2 separate regions of the Pan troglodytes genome follow, and region 2 is linked to region 1. A link is a contact called in public Hi-C data. All regions are on one chromosome and are shown on one strand. The core of a region is the stretch at or near the end of the contact, and the rest is flanking DNA. Distances in the headings are between cores, read along the strand shown. Region 1 has its middle 18 kb from the start of SMIM34. Region 2 holds the start of RCAN1 (regulator of calcineurin 1).

Region 1 (3,556 bases), core at 254-2,753:
TCATTCATCTACTAAGAATTTGGGGGACTTAGGTATGAGCCTGTTTACAGGGCATAGTCATTGACCCATTGTCTCCATTGTTTGTAACAGCAAAAGATTGGAAACTACATAAATGCTCATTGAGAGAGAACTGATTAAAGAGAGTATGAAGATCCATGCAATGGGCTCCTGTGCAAGCATTGAAAGAAATAGGAAGTGGCCGGGCGTGGTGGCTCACACCTGTAATCCCAGCACTTTGGGAGACTGAGGTGGGTGGATCCTGAGGTCAGGAGTTCGACACCAGCCTGGCCAACATGGTGAAATCCTGTCTCTACTAAAAATACAAAAATTAGCAGGGTGTGGTGACGGCGAGGGGCCTGTAGTCCCAGCTACTAAGGAGGCTGAGGCAGAAGAATCACTTGAACCCATGAGGCAGAGGTTGCAGTGAGCCGGGATTGCACCATTGCACTCCAGCCCGGGCAGCAGAGTGAGACTCAAAAAAAAAAAAGAGAAAAAGAAAGAAAGAAAGAAAGAAAGAAAGAAAGAAAGAAAGAGAGGGAGGGAGGGAGGGAGGGAGGGAGGGAGGGAGGGAAAGGAAGGAAGGAAGAAAAGGAAAGGAAAGAAAAGGAAAGACAGGCATGGTGGTGCACACCTGTAGTCCCAGCTACTTGAGAGGCTGAGAGGGGAGGAGGCCTTGAGCCAGGAGTTTGAGGCCACAGTGAGCCGTATCACACCACTGCACTGCACTCCAGCCTGGGCAACATAGCGTGACCTTGTCTCAAAAAACAAAAGAACAATCTTCCATATGTTGCTAAATAGGGGGAAAATAAGTATGGTGCCCATTGGTGTGTGCCGTGTGCCATCATTTGTATATAAAAGCTGGATATTCTTGTATGTGCATAAAATATTTCTGAAAGGAGACATAAGAATCCCTTTATTACCTCTAGGCAGTATTTTAAAAAATGGTTTATTTGTTTATTTTTACTATGTGTCTATTATCTATTGAAAAGGTAAATTATTTTTTTAAGTGTCAAGAGTTTACAACAAACATATTAACTCTTTCAGGGAATCAGCTGTTTCTGTGAGAGTATGTTTGCAATTCTCGCTTCAAACATTTTATTAAATTGGTTTTAACTTCCATCTGTGTGCCTGATGTGCCTGATTTGCATCTTCTTGCAGGAATGTTCCCCTGTATAAGAGAAACAAGCTCTCCCTCTCTGCGATCTATTGAAAGTCAGCTCTCAACACAAGGTTTGTAAAATAATCATCATAATTTAAAAAAGAAAAGTTTTTTAGAAGAAAAAATAAAAGAAAAAAAGAAACATGCTGGCTCACAATCAGACAGCGAAGTAAACTGCATGTTCAAATTGTCCTGACTTTAACCCAAAAAGCCCTGTGAAATTCAGTGATTCAGTCTCCCTCTGTTTCAGCACCCCCGGCATTGCTGGTGTAGACCTGTAGGCTCTGGAAGCATGCTCCGAAGTCACTTTGGGACCTGCGGGATTCTTGCACCGCAGGGCTACGTAGTACCCATGGATGCTCTGCCCCCCTGTGGCGAGAAGCTTCCATAACAATGGGGCCACCGCCAAGGAGCCCCCACAGACGGATTCCCCGGGTGTCTAGGCCAAGGGTTTTCAATAGAGGGCGCCAATGAGGCAGCCGGGAGCTATGTACGGAATGGGAGCTATGTATGCTAGAAAGCATAACAACAGTCAGATCTGTGGATCTGACACATGCACATACGTAAGCAATTGTATATGAAAGCAGTCAAACAAGTAAGTGCTTAATTCTGGGCTTAGTGATAGTTACTTGTTAGCTTTTTTAAAAAACAAACAAACAAACAAACAAACAAATTCTGGTATTTTACATTTAGACAAAATTCTCCCAAAGAACCGTGGCATCTGTTGAGCCAGGGCCTGCCTCAGTCTGACTGAGGGAGTTCCCACGGTGCGTGGGAACCCGTGGCTCCTGTGCTTGGGTGCCCCAGAAAGTGCATCCGTAAGGCCATAGGGGGCCAAAGGGACCACATTTAGCCACATAGTCGAAAACTTCGGGATGATTCTAGAACAGAGGTCAGCACACTCTTTTCTGCAGAGAGACAGGTAGTAAATATTTTTGGATGTGTGGTCCATACGTTCTCTATCACAAGGACCCAACTCGGCCTTTGCAGCATGAATGCACCCATGAATAGTATTAATATAGAAACCAAGAGTGTGTCCGTGTTCCAATAACACTTTATTTACAAAAACAGGTGGTGGGTGTGGTGGTTAATACTGAGTGCCAGCTTGATTGGATACAAAGTATTGATCCTGGGTGTGTCTGTGAGGGTGTTGCCAAAGGAGATCAACATTTGAGTCAGTGGGCTGGGAAAGGCAGATCCACCCTTCATCTGGGTGGCCACCAACGAATCAGCTGCCAGCTCGGCTAGAATACAAGCAGGCAGAAAAATGTGAAAAGGAGAGACAAGCCTAGCCTTCTAGCCTCTATCTTTCTCCTGTGCTGGATGCTTCCCGCCCTGGAACATCGGACTCCAAGTTCTTCAGTTTTGGAATCAGACTGGCTCTTCTGGCTTCTCAGCTTGCAGACAGCCTATTGTGGGACCTTATGATTGTGTGAGTTAATACTTAATAGACTCCTGTTTATATTATGTGTGTGTGTGTGTATATGTGTGTGTGTGTGTGTGTATACACACATATACTGGAATATATATATACATATATACATATATACACATACATATATACACATATACATATATACACATATATACACATATACATATATACATATATACACATATACATATACATATATACATATATACATATACATATATACACAAATATATACATATACATATATACACATATACATATACATATATACATATATACATATACATATATACACATATATATACATATACATATATATACATATACATATATATATATACATATACATATATTCATTCCATTAGTTCTGTCCCTCTAGAGAACCCTGATGAATACAGTGGGCTACACACCTATTGGAATGGCCAAAACCCAGAACACTGACAACACCAAATGCTGGTAAGGATGTGGCATTTTTTATCCGCATTCATTGCTGGTGGTAATGCAAAATAGTGCAGCCAGTTTGGAACACAGTTTGGCAGCTCTTTACAAAACGACGTGTACTCTTACCATACGATCCAGCAACTATATTCCTAGGTATTTACCCAAAGGAGTTGAAAACTTGTAACCACACAAAAACTTGCACACAGATGCTCATAGCAAGCTTTTATTATTGCCCAAACTTGGAAGCAAACAAGATGTCCATCAGTAGGCGAATGGATAAATAAACTGTGGTGTATCCACACAGTAGAATATTATTCAGTGCTAAAAAGAAATGAGCTATCAAGACATGAAAAGACATGGAGGAAACTGAAATGCATATGACTGAGTGAAAGAAGCCCTTATGAAAAGCTACATACTGTATGACTCTAACTATGTGACATTCTGAAAAAGGCAAAACTATGGTGAAAACATCAGTGGTTGCCAGCAGTTGAGACGGGTGTGGGGAGGATAACCAGGTAGAG
Region 2 (3,614 bases), core at 301-2,800, 180 kb after region 1:
ACTGCCGCAATTCACCAGCTCTTCAACAAAACCCCCACAGTGTTAGGACCTGACCACTCTGACCAAGCCCCCTCCCCTTGCTCTCTATCCCTGTTTCAGTCTCTTCGTCGCATTTATCACTATCCGAAATGATCTTGCTCACTTGCCTTTTTCCTATTGTCTATCTCCCCCTCAACCACTGGATCCTAAGCTCCATGAAAGCAAGGAGCTTGAAATGTTCCCTGCTTTATCCTCTGGGCCTAAACCAGTGGCTGGAACACAGTAAGCACTCAATAGACAGCAAAGCCTGAATGAACCAATGCTACATTGTCTCTGCTCAAAATATCACCGTATCAGTAAGACCTTCCCTGATCATCTTATGGAAAATAGCAATCTCCCTTCCACTCCCAGATCTCCACTCCCTCCTCCTGCCCTCCAAGTCTTACTTTTTCCTATAGCATCATTACTTTCTGATACATTTGATATTTCTTTATTGCTTGTTTCCCTTCCAAAAAATGTCAACCCTGGAGGCAGAAATGCTATTTTATCTACTGATGCAGCCTCAGAGCCTAGGACAGTACCTATCCCGTAGCGAAGTCTCAATAAATATTTGTTAAAATGAATAGCTAGCGAAGTGGGCAAACTTTCATACAACACAATTTCAGGATTGTATCCAACACTGGAAAAAATTGTCTCCAACACTGCAAGTAAGTGCCGTCTTACGTGACTTGACCTTGTTCTAGCAGAAAGACAGCCTAGAACTCCTAAGGAAAAGGTTTGAAATGCTGGCTAGCGCTTAGTTTATATGGAGAGGAAAAGGTTTTAGAGTAAGATCAATCAGTAAGACCCTGAGTTCCTGACAATTGCTGCTCTAGAAAGCATGCCTGGAAGCTTACCTAAGCACACGGCCATTGTAATTCCTTTCAGAAAGTAAGTGAACATATAAATTATAAATAAATGACACTTACGCACACCATTCTGTTTCACAGTGGTGTTGTATTGGCAGCAGCCTTCAACTATAGTTCACTGACAGCATTTGTGGACCCACAGCCAAGCGCTGAAAGCACTGCTTTTTTTGACAGCTGCTCTCCTAATGGGGCATCTCTCAAAGACCGGTTTCATTCTGTGACGCCCACGTTGTCCACATTTTATTCTGCACAATAACTGCAGATTTGAAATAAATTCCTCCTCCCCACCACCATTATTGATTACTCATACCTGCCCCTCACCCTCCAAAGTGTCTAAATTGTGTGGATTTTGCGGGGGTGGGGGGAGGCGGGGGAAGGAGTCGACTCCCCATGTACTGGGTGTCCCCGATGGCGGCAAGCCACACCTTCACGCAAGGGGGCAAGGTTCTTGACTAAATATCCTAAAGGTCTGAAAGATGGTCCCCTTCCCCCCAACACAATTCCACCAAAACTGGCCAGCCGCTGGCTAATGAGCAACCACGGATCCTCACCCAAACATTGGCTTTTCTTCCAATAGTGCAGATTGGGAATGCAGGGACGTCGTCCTATTTATGAACACTGAGTCACGTCGCCGCTCAACGTCTGTTTCCTCCTCCCTAGGAATGAGGTGACCCCCTCCTCCAGCGAGTAAATGCGGGGCGATGGCGAGAGCGCAGGGGGCGGCGGCGCTGCCCCGCCTTGGGGAGCGAATTCACCCCCCTAGTCGCACCAGCCTGGGCGCACACGGGGGCCGGGGCGAGCCTGTGGGACTCTGCAGTGAGCTCCGCGCGCCCCGGGGGTGCTAGGGGACCGGGACCCTCGGGGCGCCGTCCCCACGCCCCAGCCCTGACGGGTCCGCGGCCGAGCAGCCCGGGGGGCGTCGCTGCCTCCCCGCCCCGCGCGCGGCCGGGACTGGGCGCTGCGACCCACGCCGCCTCCTCGGGCAACAAGTGTCCGCCCTCCGCCCCGACGGCCCGCCCGGCGCGGCCCTCACCCGGCACAGGCCGTCCACGAACACGCGCGGGTCCAGGTGACAGGCGATGGTGGCGCTGGGCAGGTCCTGCAGGTCCACCTCCTCCATCTCGCAGTCAATGAAGCTCCAGTCGCCGTCGCCCTCGTCCGCCTCGGCCGCCCCCGAGAGGGGCGCGAAGGGCCGCAGCGTCACCCCGGGCCGCGCTCGCGCCTCGGCCGCCTCCGCCGCCTCCGCCGCGGCCCCGAGCCGGGGACCGGCCACGCCGTCCTCCATCCCCGCGCCCGCGCGCCCCTGTGCGCCCCAGCGGGCTGCGCCGGGCTTGCGCGCCGGAGCCTCACGCGCTCCCGTCCGCGCCCGGCCGGCGGCTCCGCCGTTAACCCCCTCGGGATCGCGCGGCGGCAGGCGGCGGGCTGTCAGCAGTCTCCCAGCGACACGGCCTCCCAGCGCCAGCCCCGCCTGTCACCGTTCCGCGCGGGAGGGGCAGAAACCCGGCGCGGCGCCCGCCCCCGCCCCAGCCCCTAGGGCCGGCCACCGGCGGATCCAACGGTGGCCCCTTTAAGGCCGGCGCCGGTTGGGTTATTGTACCCCGCCCTTCCAGGAGACGGGGCCAATAAAGGAACGGAATTCTCTTCACGTGACCTTCCTTCTGCCGCCCGAAGCCCGAAGCCTCAGGGCGGCCATGTTGGTTAGGGGCAAAGTCCTCGTCCCCAGTTCCGCTTTTCTGACAGCTGGTGGCAGCTGAAGGACGCCGGGCAGAGTCCTCGGCTCTTGGGCCCTTGGGGTGATAACTGGGGAGGCAACGTTTTTGTGGTTCCCATGCGGGGACGTTTTGAAGCACAGGGGCCCACTTTTGGGAATTTAAGCGAGACATAGTCTCCCTGTGGCTCTGTGGCCCCTGGCAAGTGGTTAGATGCTTACCGTATATTATCAGATATAGTCGCAATAAGACTGAACTAGACCATGATAACAATGCCTTACTTTTCTATTTCAGCGTATTAGTCACTATACCATTGTGAAAATTTATGTAATTAGAAGTAATTTTTCTGAATTACCACTATTTGCTATGTACAATAGGACATAACGAAAGAATTAAGAGATCACCCCTTTCCTTTGGGGAATAGCGGAAAAATAAGAGGACCTCAAGTGAGCAGACATGTCTCTTCCTGAAAAATAGAATTCTTTTTTGGACAGTATGATACAGTGAGAACTTGGGTCTGAATTTCAGCTTTGCTTTTTAACTACTTGTACAAATAAGCTGAATCTTAGTTTCCTCATCTGAAAAAAATGAGGACATATTACTAAGAATTCGGTCAGTGCTTAATAAATGGTAGCTGTTTATGCACTGGGTTCTTTGGAGGTTGTGAAATTACAGTTATATTTTTTCTTAGAGTAGGCTTACTCTCTAGTTAGGAAGTGTTAGTAATTATAACAAAAAGTATATCCAACAGCTGAGATTTATTCAGAACTTGCCATGTGCACGGTTCTATGATTACTATTATCATAGTCTTAGGACAGTTTGTGTCCTCAGGGAGTTGAACCCAAGAGGAATAATAATACCCATCTAGAGATAACTCATAAAATAGAATATGATATGAGGATGTGAAGAAATTGGAACCGTCATACTGTGAAAGGGAAATCTTGGGCCCCCAAAATCACTAAGGAAAACTAAAGCTGGAAGTTGCTTAGAGCCAACCTGCCTCCCATTCCATTCAAAG

Evidence for each region. Hi-C and Micro-C count contacts between places; a contact is called where the count stands out from the background.
Region 2: a contact with region 1 is called in a Hi-C map of induced pluripotent stem cells, with 1.8 times the contacts expected there. The contact joins the promoter of RCAN1 here to the enhancer-like site in region 1. A contact is called at or near these places in 5 of 7 Hi-C or Micro-C datasets (blood, induced pluripotent stem cells, a lymphoblastoid cell line and 1 more), 1 of 1 datasets of contacts at active chromatin or transcription factors (stem cell-derived excitatory neurons) and 1 of 1 other capture datasets (stem cell-derived neural stem cells).

The regions. Positions count from the first base shown.
Region 1 is chr22:35,150,273-35,153,828 of NHGRI_mPanTro3-v2.0_pri, forward strand. No RefSeq gene overlaps it. Among named protein-coding and RNA genes, the nearest start is that of SMIM34, 18 kb to the left of the region's middle. Within about 2 kb of position 1,504, at least 1 of the 24 cell types and tissues checked has an H3K27ac peak or open chromatin away from gene starts, as enhancers often do. A contact at or near this core is called in induced pluripotent stem cells, where this site is marked.
Region 2 is chr22:35,326,381-35,329,994 of NHGRI_mPanTro3-v2.0_pri, forward strand. RCAN1 (regulator of calcineurin 1) reads right to left here and starts at 1,551. Exons shown (of 4, transcript NM_001098557.1): 1 at 1,439-1,551.